Regions from separate parts of the Ovis aries genome. Here region 2 is linked to region 1. Evidence: chromatin contacts called from public Hi-C data. All regions are on one chromosome and are shown on one strand. The core of a region is the stretch at or near the end of the contact, and the rest is flanking DNA. Distances in the headings are between cores, read along the strand shown. Region 1 holds the start of LOC114114843 (small integral membrane protein 24-like). Region 2 has its middle 13 kb from the start of NFIC.

Region 1 (6,895 bases), core at 3,926-6,425:
TCCATGGGCATCTATGGAGCACCTGCTCTGTGCCAGCTCAGGTAATTCCACCTCCTGCCTGGCTCCAGGGACAAAGCCTGGCACACAGCCAGTGTTCCATAAATGTACAGAGTGCCTTCCTTCCTTGTTTTTCCCCCACCTAGCAAAACCCCATTCATTCACCAAAGATTCCCTGAGTATCTTCTGGGTACCCAGCCCTTGGGACACAGTGGAGAACAAAGTGCCCTAAATATCTGCCTTTGTGGCACAGTTCAAAGTTGGGAAAACAGAAAATAAACATAAAAATAAATGTATGCCAGAGGAGATAAATGCCAGGGAGACGAATAGAGCAGAGTACGGGATAGGAGAGTTGGCCTCACGTGAGGAAGTAACCTTTCAACAGAAGTTTGAATGGAGAGAAGAAACAGCCTCCTGAAAATCTGACAGAAGAGTGTTCCAGGCAGAGGGCACACACCGTGCAAAGGCCCTGGGGCAGGACTGTGCCTGGTGTGCTGGAGGAACAGTGGGGAGGCCTGTGTGGCTTGAGTGGAGTGAGGGAGGGGGAGAGAGGGAGGAGGGGAAGGCAGGGAGGAGACAAAGCAGGTTGTTTAGGGGTTTGTGGGTCACAGAAGGACTTGGGACTTTAACCCCAGGGAGGCAGGAGCCCTGGAGGGCTGTGGGCAGAGAAGGGGACGGAGCTTGGCTTGGTTCCTCTACCCTCACCTCCAGGAGGCCCTGCCCACCTGCCTAGGTGGAGCCCATGCTTGCCCTCTCAGCACCCCAGCATCTCTGTCTATCCAACCCCACCCCTGACCACTCAGAACCATTCATGTCCAGCTCTCCCCAAAGCCGCAGAGGGTGGCGGTAGGGAAGTATCATGCCTATCAAAGTCGCTCAGTTGTGTCCGACTCTGCAACCCCAAGGACTGTAGCCCACCAGGCTCCTCTGTCCATGGGATTCTCCAGGCAAGAATAATGGAATGGGTAAGCCATTCCCTTCTCCAGGGGATCTTCCTGACCCAGGGATTGAACCTGGCCTCCTGCATTGCGGGTGGATTCTTTACCATCTGAGCCATCAGAGAAGCTTGTCATGCCTGTGAGGGGCAGCCACTCCCCCTTCTTGGGGGGGGGGGTGTCCTTCATCCTACCCCCTAGCAGTCCCCCAGAGACCCCAAGACATGCAGTCAAAGCTCCCAGGCTGCCCAGGCTCCTTCCATCTTACCCACACGCCACCCCGCACTCCGGGGAGGGACGTTTCTATCTCTTTTCACTGATGGGGAAACTGAGGCACAGAAAGACGGCAAGATGAGCGGAGAGGGACTCAGGTAGGATGCGCCGACGCGGACACCCAGGGACGCAGCCCACCTCGCCACCCGGTAACAGGCGCAGAACACTCGTGAGGCAGGGATGAGGGATCCCAGGACCCCCGGGTGGACGCGCACCCTTCCCTTGCCCCTGCTGCATTCCAGAAGGGATGGTCGCTTCTGCGCTCAGCGAAGAGGTTCTGGCGCCCCCTTGTGGTCAGACCTAGGACCTGGATCCAGGAACCAGGTCCCGGGTGGAGGAGTCAGCTAACCCCCAACCCCACAGTCCCGCTTGGGAGGAAGGGTGGGGGGCGGCAAGAAGGGAAGAGGGGATCTAGAAGGAGCTTCTTTTGCGGGATGGGGCTCTCATCTCGGGTGAGGCTCAACTTGGTGGGGGTTCAGCTGGGATGGAGGGTTCAGCCGGAGGCTGGAGGTTCATCCCAGGGTCGAGGCTCAGCCGGGGTGGGGGGACTCAATCTGGCCTTTAATCTCAAGGAAAGCCGAGTCTTCTTCATCCATTGGCCCCTGGGGTAAAACAATTTGGGGGCTTTGAAAGGGCTGTCCCAGCACTGACTCCCCACTAAATGCCATAAAAGGGGAAGGCTTGCGACAACCAAAAAACTCCCCCGAAATGCCCCCAGACACCTCCTAGTAGGGAAGTCCCGCCCCTGCGGAAAGGGAGGAGCCCAGAGAGCACCTCCCTTCTCCCTTCCCGCCCCACCCTCCGCACGGCCACCCACGCGGAAGCGCCGGGCCTCGCCTGGAGGAAACTGGAGGACTGAAAACTACGCTCCCAGAACTGTCTGAAAACACACCCTCTGACCTTCAGGATCCCCCAAGTCTGAGGCGGCAGGCTCATTTGCCCCCACCCCGATCCTCACCATTTCAGCATACAGAAAGCTGATACTTGCTAGATGCCTTTAGGGTGCTGGGTCCTGCCCTCCGGAGTTTTGTAGACAGTATTTCATTCAGTTCCTCATGACAACTTAAGGATTTATTCTTTCCTTTTACAGAACTAGACTCTTGGGCACAGAGAGGTTAAGTTACTTGCTCCGGGATACACAGCAAAGAAGTGAGGACTCCAGCTCCTTCTCCTCTATGGAGCCTCCCCACCAGGAGTGCAGGACAGGAAGAGGGGGTAATGATTCTGTGTCGCCCCCTACTCCCAGCCCTGCACCCTCACCCCACCCCCTGGGAGTGCTAGCGTGCAGGACAGAGTGCTGAAACTCCGCACGGGGTAGGAGAAGCCTTCATCTCCCCCGAAACGGCCCTGCGCGCTGAGCCAGGGACAGCGAACAGCGCCAGGAGAGGGACTGGGACTCCAAGAAAGCGCTTGAAAGAGCTTACACCTGGGCAACAGGAGGACCTGCCTTCTCTGATGAAATCAAAACCTGACAGAAATTGGAGGTGGGAAAAGAAATCAGGTGCTGGGTAAAAAGATGCTTGCGATGGACTGAGTAAAGAGACATGAGACCGTGGTGGGGGGAGGTTCTTGGGGGGATGTGGGCGACTCCTCCAGGGGCACCCTCCAAGCTCAAGAAGGATCATCAGGTGGAGACCAAGCTTGGGAAGGGGTACAGGACCACCAGGTAACACACAGAGAGCCCTCTGAGAGGGATTTGGAGCGGGTTCTGAGAACTCTGAATCCCAGAGAGTCATCTTATTGGCCCCAGGACCAGGTCCTTTGCTGACAGGGTGTGGAGAAGGCATTGGGGCATCCCTGGAGGACTGCCTGGAGGAGATGTGTGGGAAGACTTCATGAGGAGGAACTTGCCATTGCTTCATGGTTCGGAGGCCCCTCTGCCTCCTCCAGTTCCAGTCCCCAGTCGTCCTCTCCCTTCTCCTTTCTCACAGTCTCCTCTTCCTTCTCTTCATTGCTGTGGAGACCAGAAGAGCCCCGATAATCCGAGTTAATAAGGACAGACAGTGCTCCAGGCCTCTGACAATTCTCCCAGAAGCTCTGAGTCCTACAGGCACCCTTACTGTTCCCATGACACAGAAGCGGACGAGACTCAGGCAGCTTAGGACACTGGCCCCCTTAGAACATGAAGGAGTTCAGGATCGCGAACTGTATGAACCAAAACTGAGCTCTTAATTTCTGGCCTCTTCGGCTTCCTGGGTTTCAGAATTGTGGGTGAGTGGACCGGCACAGAGATGAAGGGCTTGAGCGACAGATGGGTGGATGGATTAATGAGTGTGTGGATAGATGAACGAATGGACGCATGGATGGGGGGTGGGCAGGTGAGTGGATGGATGGATGGACAGATAAGAGAGATGGATGATGGAGGGAGGGAAGGAGAGAGAAAAGGTGGGAGACAGGTCAGGGGGGATGATGGATGGATAATGGGCAGGTGGATGGATAAATGGGTGGTGTTGGCATGGGGGTGATACTTTATAGACCCCCCTATTGAAACACATCCTAGGGATGGGGTATCTCTGTGAGGAAGCCACCCTCGTTTTGCAGGTGGGTAGTCAGGAGCGAAGTCTGTGAGGTCCCCCTGGGGGCCTCTCAGAATCAGAGAATTACCCCGCTGGTCCTGCCCAGTCTTGGAGGATGCTCGAGAGGGAAGGGGCTCCTAGAGCTTGGAGGGGAGAGGCTTGGCGCGAGGAGGGTCTTAGAGGGGCAGGACTCAGAGAGGGGAGGGGGTCGGTAGGGGAGGAGCTTAGAGGGGTGGGACTCAGAGAGGGGCGGGGCTGAGATGTTAAAGAGTAAATGATGGGGAGGGGCTCAAAGGGTGAGAACCCACCTGTCCTGGGACTCCCGGCACCAGACGGCGTAGACCAAGGTGAGGACAAAGATGAGGAAGAGGAAGGCCAGCGCAGCCCCCAGCCCCACCAGCCACGAATTCCGCTGGGCCACTGCGGGCGGGAGCAGGGCTGGGTCAGCGTCGGGGCCTCCAGGTTGGGACTCTCTTCCCTACCCTACCCCTACTCCTTCCCAAGGCCTTACGGGGTTGGGCCTCCACCAGCCTTGGGATCAGAGCTGCGAGAAGAGAGAGTTGACCGGGGGTCTTCCAGAATCTACCCATCCTGTGCCCTCTGTCCTCGCCCCTATCCAGCAGATTCTGGGGTTGCAGCCCCGGAGGGAGAAGGAAGTGGCCTGCTCAGTGCACCCCAGGGCAGGGTGTGGCCGGGGCCCCAGGAAGTAGGAGGTGGGGTCCCCTCCCTGAATTCCGGGCACCATGGGGAGGGGCTCAGGGTCCTGAGCTTCCTTGTTCCTGTCTCCCTGAGGCCCATCCTGACCCTCACTCTCCACGGTAAGAGCCACAGTAGGGGCGGCTCGAGAAGGGTGGGAAACTCATTTCCTGACCACTAGGCATTGCACTGGCTCTGAAGTCCCAGCACCTCCATCAAGTCTCACACTCTGGTGGTCAGAACTCTTGTCCTCACATTGCAAAAGTGGAGCCAACTCGAGACTCAGAGAAGTTAGGCCACTTCCCTGGGGCCACACAGCATCCCAGAGGAACACAGTTCTCCCAGCTAGGAACACCCTCTACCCTAACCCTCTCCCGTCCTAGGACATGAACCTCCAAATCTGACCTTAGCCAGCCCCTGCATGTGCCCGTCCCCTGGGCAGCCTAGGCTTCCATCCCAGTGCTGCCAACAACGGCCAGGGAGACCTGGGCTGGTGGCGTCCTTCTTTCTAAGTCTCAGTATTTTCAGCTGGAAAATGGGACGAACTGCAAACCGACAGAGACTGAGACCATAAGGATGCTAGGCATTCAGCGGAAGCATCTTTTAGGGAGATTATTATATATTTTTATTCACGACTTTTCTGCCCCCTGGTGGCCGATCCTGGGATAGTCTCAGAAGCTCCCCACCTTTTGGGCTACCGCCCCAGCTACTGGCTCCACAAGGGAGCCCTAATGCAACTACTGAAGCCTGCTCGGCAACCAGAGAAGCCAATGCAACGAGAAGCCTGCAGAACAAGAGAGGAGCCCCCGCTGGCCACAGCTAGAGAAAAACCTGCGCAGCAACGGAGACCCAGCACAGCCAATCCATAAATAAAATGATAAACACCACCTTTATCAAAGTTCTCATTAGGAAATGGTTAACATCCAGGGCAAGGTCCAGGGCCTGAAGAAAGTGAGGAGAGCAGAGGAGGCTTGTCCCCTCCCAAGATGGTGCACCCAGAGGCACCCCACCCGTCAAGACTCAGTTTCTGGAAATGGAATCACATGAGCCAAAAAGCCGGGGGTGGGGGGAGCAAGGCTTTCCCAGGAGACAGCCCTCGGGCTCAAAGTTCAGGGTTCAGGACAGCAGGATCAAGATTGCAAGGGGAGCATATGATCTGCCCAGCACCTGGGCACGGTGGAGTTTGGTCTCCCACAGCTGCCCGGGCATTGCTCCCAGCCCCCAAAACTGTCTCCTCCTGGGGAAACTGAGTCCCCGGGGATAACGGAAGCCCTTCTGAAAGGCTCTCCCCCAAGAGGCAGTCCCTGGCCTATACTGGTCCGTCCTGAAGCTGAACAGGAGGGAGGAGGTTTTGGCCAATAGATGTCTCAGGCAGTGGGGAGAAGCAGGTGGAGTGGTGAGATTGTGGGGGTTGGGGGCTTCTCGGGAACCAGGGATGGTCTCTGAGTGGAAGAAGAATCACCAGACAGAACAAATCCTAACAATACAGACTGCATAACACATGAAGAGCCCTCCTTGGTGGGGAGTGGGCAGGGTTCCAAGCCTCTTCATTCAGGGCGCTGTACTCTCAACCTTAGATGGAGTCACCACAGTGGCTTCAGGTTCAGTTCATTGCTTCTAGGGTGTGGAAGGGGCATCTCTGGCGGGCTGCTTGGAGGAGGTGACTGAATCTTCACATGGCCGTGTTCTTGACTTTCTCGTAGTCCCTGCGCTCCTCATTTTCCTCTAGCTCCAGCCCGAAGTTTCTCTTTCCTTTCTTCTTGGCCTTTTCCCCCTTCCCAGCTTTTTTCTCCTCAGCCTTTTCCTCCTTCTCTGCCTTCCCCTTCTTGTCTTCTTTTCTGTAAGGACACAAAGACCCCAAACCTTGGTAACAAACCAGAGTCATTCCCACTTAACAGACCCTCACCTGTGCCAGGCCTTTACCTGTCCCAATGCTTTACAAAAAGTCTTTGCTGCATCTTCAAAACAGCCCCTACAAGGCAGCCTTGTGATTTCCATTTCACAAAGGCAGAACTAAGGTTCAGTTGTTCATTGGAAGAATGGATGGATGGATAGGAGAATGGATGGATGGGGGGATGGATAGATGGATGGGTGGATGGATGGGAGAATGGATGATGGATGGATGGATAGATGGGAGAATGAATGGGAGGATTTGTGGGTGGGAGTGTAAACAGATGGATGGGGAAGGAATGAACCTGGCAGGGAGCAAACTATGAATTAGGAGCACTTATTGGACCTGGAGCCTCCAGCACATCCTAAGAGCAGGAATCACACTTTACTGTGGCTGAGCTGTGTCTAAACATAGTCCAGCCCAGACCCCCTCCCTCAGGCATCTTGGGCTCAGCTGAGAATCTTCCAGCCAGGATAGTCTCCTCCCAGCTCCCAGATCCTACTCCTGTCCCCAAACCTTTGCCCAAAGTTGGGGTGCTTGCTCCATAAGAGCCTCCAGCCCTGAGCTCTCACCAGAGTCACATCTGG
Region 2 (6,766 bases), core at 2,233-4,732, 92 kb before region 1:
TGGTTTAGTCACTAAGTCATGTCTGACTCTTTGCCACCCCATGGACTGTAGCTCGCCAGGCTCCTCTGTCCATGGGATTCTCCAGGCAAGAATACCGGAGTGGGTTGCCATTTCTTTCTCCAGGGGATCTTCCTAACCGAGGGATTGAACCCACATCTCCTGCATTGAAGGAGGATTCTTTACAACTGAGCCACCTGGGAAGCCCAAACATATAGTTATCATCAAAAAAAAAAATTAAAATAAATTAAAAAGTCTCTTATCCTTGAGGAAAAAAAAAGAAAGAACAACAACAACAACAAAAGTAAATAAATATGCAAGCCAGGCCTATTGCACAGACCAGCAAACCAAGACTGGGGTCCTCTGCCTCTGGGGCAGGGCGGGGAGAGTTGAGAAACCCAGAGGGCTGCCTCCCACCCCTCCACCTGATGGTGCCCAGTGGATGGGAGGCTGAGGAGGTGGAGAAATGAGCTGAGGGCATCAGTCCCCATGGTCCGATTCAAATTAATGCCAACCTGTGCTCTGAAACTCTGTCCCTCCATTGTCAGCTGGGCCAGGTGGGCAACAATGTCGAGGTGCCCGCCCTCCCCACCCCGCGGCTCTGCCCTTTACATAACCCAGCAGCACAGCCGGAAATCACAGTGCCAACGACTCTCTCCCTCTGTAACCGACTTCCTGCCGTTATGACCCACCTTGGGTGCCAGCCACCCGCTCCCCGCCCCCCAGCCTGGGCTGCAGTGCTAGGACTTCAATCCTCACCTGAGGCTCCCATTCCCAATAAATGCCCCCCTAAGTGGCACATCTACCTGGGTGTGACCTGGGGCCCAATTACCAGGCTCCTACCGCCCTCCTGACTTGCTCTCACTACTTGTTGGCTTCCCCCTACCTGGCTGCTGGAGGTCAGAGGGCAAAGGGCAAAGGCCAAGGAGCTCCCTTTTAAGACCTAGAGGAGCAGGAGTTGCCCCCTAACTTTTCGAAGGCAAAGAAACCTCCCATTTGGCAGGACTTTTAGGAGCAGCTGGCAGGAGGTGGGAGAGAGCCCCCATGGTGGGAAGAGGAGACCCCAGCCCTACTCAGGGGATGTGGGAGGGCTGTCTCTGGGCCCCTCCTCCAGCCAGCAAGGCAGCCTGCAAAGAGTGGCAACTGTGATCATCATGTGGATGTGCCCATTTTACAGATGGGGAAACTGAGGCAAGGATGCCTCCTGCTCAAGGCCACACCATCTGTGAGCAGCAGAGCTCGGGTCTGAGCCTTCAGTGGCCTGACTGCTGGGGCCTGGCAGGTGGGATTCAGGGGAAGAGGCCTCCTGGGCCCTGTGGGACTGGAAATCGCAGTGTCACTCCTGCCCCTTTGCTTCACGGAAGTGCATGATATCTGTTCCTTGCAGCAGCCCCGCCAGGCACATCAGTGAATTCCTCTCAGACCAATGGGGAAACTGAGGACCAGAAAACAGAAGCAACTTGTCTGAGTTCCCATATGACAACAGGAGACACGCAGCCTGGGGAGCCCTGAGCTGGGCGGTCACGGGGACCAGGTGGGCTGTGTCCCCACGGCCACCCTGAATTGCTCAGTGGCTCCCACCTCATGAGGTCCCAGCCTCAGCTTCTTCATTCGAAGGAGAGATACCAGAGACACAAGAGTGGGACTCTGGAGGCTGTGCCCAGGTTGGCATGTGTGGGCAGGCTCCAGAGTGCCAGGCGGTGCCCACGTCCACACCCAGGTGCTGTGCCAGGCCCTCTGGCAGAGGTGCTGGGTGGAGGCCTTCCCCAGTGGCCTCTGTGGAAGTCTGGGCTTGACTCCGGCCACCACCCTCCATGGCATTCTCAGTATCCCCAGCAATGGCAAGCTCCCCCACCAAGTAACCAGGCAAACTAATGACCAAACCAGGATTCCAACCCAGTTCAGCCTGACTCTAGAGCCAAGGGATCTGGACAGTATCAAAGCCCTCAGGGATACACTTCCCCAGCTGCTGGGCATCCCCTGCCCATGGGCAAATGGTCATGCCTCCTGGAACTGCAGTCTCCCTGTCTTGTCCAGAAGGGTCATCACTCACTTGCTCTTTGCTCTTCTCCAAGGATATGAAATGTTTCCAGTAGAGGGAATATTTCAGGTACATTTCCTGCTCTACCAGTCTCCAAACCCAGGAAGTGCTACTAGGTGTCTAACCCCAGTCTCTCTTGCTGCTTTGCTCCCCTTTCCTCCTGTTTGGAGGGCTGCAGGGATGAGCCCAGAGAAGCTGGGGGGCTGGAGGAACTCCACCCTGAGTGGGTCAACAGCAGCACCTCCCACCTTCTGGGAGGATTGGGGTGAAGGGCCAGGGAGCAGACCTACCTTGGCAGAAACAGGGGTATGAGTACAAGATGACCTGGGAAGCTAGCTGTATGTTGTACAGAACCCTGGAACAGACCCGCTTCTCTCTGGGCCTCAATTTCCCCATCTATAAAATGGAGGCAACAGTCCTACACCCCTGAAAGGGCAGCTTTGAGAATTACTGCATTGAGTCTGTAAAAGTTAGCACAAAGTAGGGCCCCATCGGCTGTTGATGTTCTTATTATGATACGAGTGAGTCTGTCTACACCATAGGCAAAGGTGCTACCTGTGGTGATTGTGGGCAGGTGCCTTAATTTGTGCATCAGTGAAATGGGCTAAGGAAGAATGGAAGCTCGGTGGCAGGGGGTAGAATGTGAGATGGTCATGTGTAGAAGAGGCATGGGAGGTACCTGGCACACAGTAGGTGCACAACAAAACTGTCCTGTTTTCATTGTCCTCACATCCCTTAGCTGTCAGGAAGATAAATGAAGCCCGCTCTGTAAAGGTCTGGCCCGCCGCAGGAGGATATATGCTTGCACACAACGTTTCCAACTTCCAAAACACCTAGCCCTCTCTTGCAGTTTCTCCCCCGTGGACACTGTGGATATTTGGGGAAGGGGATCATTCTCTGTGAGACTGTCCTGGGCACTGTGAATAAGGAGCAGCATCCTTTCCATCCCCCCCCCCCGATCATGACAACCGCAGATGTCCCCAGACACAGCTCAGTGTCCTCTGGAGGACAGAACCGCCCCTCTGAGAACCTCTACAGCCTCCTTAGCACCCTCACGTTCAGAGATCTCCTTTAGCAGAGGAGAGAATTCAGGCTCAGAGAGAGCACAGCACATCAGGGTGCAACCAGGCTCTACAGTCTCCCCAGGCAACCCATTGCTCAGGACACTAGTCCCACCTGGGGAGGGGTGGGCAGTCAATGTGATCGGCCATGCCAGGGTTCCAGAAACTGGTAGAAGGAGCCCAAGGCATGCCACAGTTGCAAAATCTGAGGGTGGCATGCCTGGGCAGTGCCACTGCCTTGGCCCCGCAGGCACCATCAGGATAGAAAAAGCAACTCAGAACTGGGCACCAGCACAAACAGTGGAATCCCGGGCCTGGATATGGGGTGGAGAAGAAGGAGCCAATCAGCTTGCGCCTGGCCGCGAGGCCTATCAGAACATGCCTGGGTACATGCTGGCCAATGACAATGCTCCAACAAGTCACGCCCCATCTCCAGGTGAAGCCCATTGGCCCAGCAAAGGGTTTCGGAGTGGGTCCCTTTAGTCCCCCAAATCTACCCCTCTTGGTCCCTTAGAGACATCCTTCTGCTGGTGCTTCCTAATCTGTGGGCCTCAGAGTTGATCTGAGGGAGCTCTTTGCTCAGATGTGAGCTCTTGGCCTGTTATCGTCTTAACAAAGCCCGAATTATACTTAAACGTTCAGTAAGTCACTCACTAAATACTTGTTGAGCAATTGCCATGTACCAGGCACTAAGGAAGTGAAGATGCAGAGGAAAAGCCACATTGGAAGGAGAGGAGTCAGGGCAGCAGGCATGGCACATGCAAGGCCCGGGGGCAGGGCCTGACCGGGCGTGTTAGAGGGATAGCTTGGAGGCCTGTGTGTCTGGAGCAGAGTGAGTGAAGGGGGGAGAGGGAGAAGGGGCAGGTCATGCAGGGCCTCAAGGGCCGCGGGGAAGACTTACTCATCCCGAGGGCAACAGGGAGCCCTGGAGGGCTTTAGACACTGATACGATGTGCTGTGCCACCTAAACACTGGGATTTGGGGTGCAGTCCTGCCTTTCTCTGGGCCTCCCAGTGGCGCTGGTGGTAAAGAACCTGCCTGCCAATGCAGGAGACGTAAGAGACTTCAGAGTTCAATCCCGAAGTTGGGAAAATCCCTTGGAGGAGAAAATGGCAACCCACCCCAATATTCTTGCCTGGAGAATCTCATGGACAGAGGAGCCTGGCAAGCTACTATCCATTGGTTCGCGGAGTCCGACATGACTGAAGCCACTTAGCACGCACAGACGCAATACGTACCTGTGGAGCTAATGTGAAGGCAAAGGAACATCCCAGCAAATAGCGTTTTACATAGTAGGCATACAATCTTCACCTGATCTAGCACAGCCCTCATTACCACCCACCTGGACCCCGGACATCGCTCATCCTGGGCCCCGACTCCCACCTGTTCCCTCAGTCTGTCCTCCCCGCAGCAGCTAGAGGGCGCCCGAGAGAACCTGAGTCAGGCCCCGCCCCCTCCTCTGCTTGGTGCGCTCCAGGGCTCCCATCTCCCTGGGATAACAGTCCAAGTCCTTTCTGAGGCTGGGAGGCCCAGCTCGACCTGCCGCACCCTCTTCCTGCCCTCCCTTCCTCCCTCGCTCACTCTGCTCCATCCACAGGGACCTCCTTGCTGTTCCTCCAATGCACCAGTTGTGGACCTGCCCCAGGGCCTTTGCAGGTGCTATGCCTTCTGAACCACTCTCCCTCTAGACACCCACATGGCTTCTTCTCCACCTCCTTTAGCTTATTAAATTGCACCCCCAAGCCTGACCCGCCCACTTCCCATCCCCATCTCTCTCATTTTTTTTTCTCCAAGTTACTCATCACCACCCAACTGTACATTCCCCTTCCATGTCTTGCTCCCCACCTATCTGCCCCTTTGCACCATGAGCTCCATGAGGGCAAGAATTTTTCGCTTTTTTTGTCCCCTACCGCATCCTCAGTGCCCAGAACAGTGCCTGGCAACAGAAGGTGCTGGATCAATGTTGTTAGATGAATTAATGAAAGAAGACTAATTCTCTTTAACCCCTCTGCATATGTTCTAGCTCAGCCCCCACCCCCTTCCAGTATCCCCTCTGCCCCACCCCTGCCCCACCCCACCCCCCAGCTCTGGGGGAGCCCCCAGGGTTCCCTGGGCTGAGAGAGGGAAAAGCAGGTGTGGTAAGAAGAACCCAGGGCTCCAGAGTCTGGACAGAGCCCCCCCCATACTCTGGCAATTGGGCAACCACCTCCAGCAGCCGTCAGCCACTTTGGCTGTCAACCGGGATTTGCTTTCTGAATTAGAGGAGGGGGAGTAATCAGGGCGGGTGTATTTGTGTTTGTGGGAAGGCTTCATGGCCTGGCGGCCTGGTGAGGTCTTGCTAGGTGACTGGCTGGAACTCAGTTCTGGCCCGATTCCCGGGATTGGGGGGACCGAGGAAATGGAGCCGTGTGTGTGTGTGTGTGTCTGTGTGTCTGTGTGCATGTGCACGTGCGTGCAGATGTATGGAGGGGTCTCAAACCCCACCCAGCCCAGAAGTCTCATATGGCCCATCTTAGGGGGCGCCAAGACCTGGGAAAGCCCTCTGCTCCTTCAGGGCCCAGGGTCCCTGACCTGCAGCTCCAGAGATCTCTGCCAACCAAACCCAGTGTTGAGGTTTCAATGATGAACAGATGGTCTCTGGCCTGGCAGGGAGCTAAGTGCCAGGCTGAGCCCTGGGGGACAGGGTGGGCCCCTAGAGGGCTCACCAGAGTCAGGAGCTCCTCTGCGTCCAAGGTGGGGAGAGTGCCATCTTCATACGGTCCTCCCCGGTGTGGCCACGTCGTGCTTGGCAGAGGACTGCCTGGGGGAGGGTGGAGGCCTGGGCCTGCTGCCATGTCAAATTCCTCCCGGCAGCGGTGGGGGGTGGGGTGGGGAGGGAGAGGTTTTTTGTTTTTTGTTTTTTTTCCAACAGAATCCAAAGGAGGAGAGAGAGCTGTTGGCAGGAGGAAGGGATTGGAGCTAAGCCTAGGCCGGGCCACTCTGAATCATACTCCTGGCCTTGCACTCTCGGCAGCTGGAAAGGGGGGGCAGGTGGTGGGAAGGGAGGATTGTGCTCTTCATCCTCTGCCTGCACCCCCTTTTCAGAGACGAGGGGTGGCCGCCTCAAAGGACAGCAGACCTGGCCTTCAAGGTCCATGCCTGGCTGCTGCCTTGTCTCCCCCCATTTTCGCTTAGGCTGTTCCTTTGGCCTGGGGTGCCCTTTGCATCCATCTCAGGGTCTCCCCAAGCCACACTGAATCTGGTCTTCCTCAAATCTGGTCTTCTGTCCCTGCCTACCTGCAGGCCTGAGGTTGGAGTCTGAGGTCAAAAAAAAAAAAAAAAAAAAATCACTAATACCAATCCTGACTTTATTTAATTGCGATATTTTGTTGGTCCTAGATTTTCTGCAGATACTTTAAAAGATTATTTATCTTGACGACTGAGCTTTTGGTGCCCTCTTAGATATCACACCCCTTGATAAGTGCCCCATTGGCCTCACCCCTATTGCAGCCCTGGGGATCTAGTTTGTGCCAGGCCGAAATCAGTCCTGAGGATGGAGACAAGGCAAAGAATACAAAGGTCATGGGACTTCCCTCATGGTTCAGTGGCTCAGACGTCATGCTCCCAGTGTAGGGTCCCCCAATTCAATCCCTGATCAGGGAACTAAGATCCCACATGTTTCAAATAA

Evidence for each region. Hi-C and Micro-C count contacts between places; a contact is called where the count stands out from the background.
Region 2: a Hi-C map of liver shows a contact between it and region 1, with 3 times the contacts expected there. The contact joins the enhancer-like site here to the promoter of LOC114114843 in region 1. A contact is called at or near these places in 15 of 16 Hi-C or Micro-C datasets (blood, hypothalamus, liver and 7 more).

What each region holds. Positions count from the first base shown.
Region 1 is chr5:18,225,773-18,232,667 of ARS-UI_Ramb_v3.0, reverse strand. LOC114114843 (small integral membrane protein 24-like) reads right to left here and starts at 5,175. Exons shown (of 3, transcript XM_027969889.3): 1 at 4,233-5,175; 2 at 4,030-4,141; 3 at 2,255-3,159. The coding sequence starts at 4,311. The coding sequence ends at 3,039. LOC101117756 (small integral membrane protein 24) reads right to left here. Exons shown (of 4, transcript XM_027969888.2): 4 at 5,288-6,255. The coding sequence ends at 6,090.
Region 2 is chr5:18,315,782-18,322,547 of ARS-UI_Ramb_v3.0, reverse strand. No RefSeq gene overlaps it. Among named protein-coding and RNA genes, the nearest start is that of NFIC, 13 kb to the right of the region's middle. Within about 2 kb of position 3,482, at least 14 of the 54 cell types and tissues checked have an H3K27ac peak or open chromatin away from gene starts, as enhancers often do. A contact at or near this core is called in hypothalamus, liver and tail adipose tissue, where this site is marked.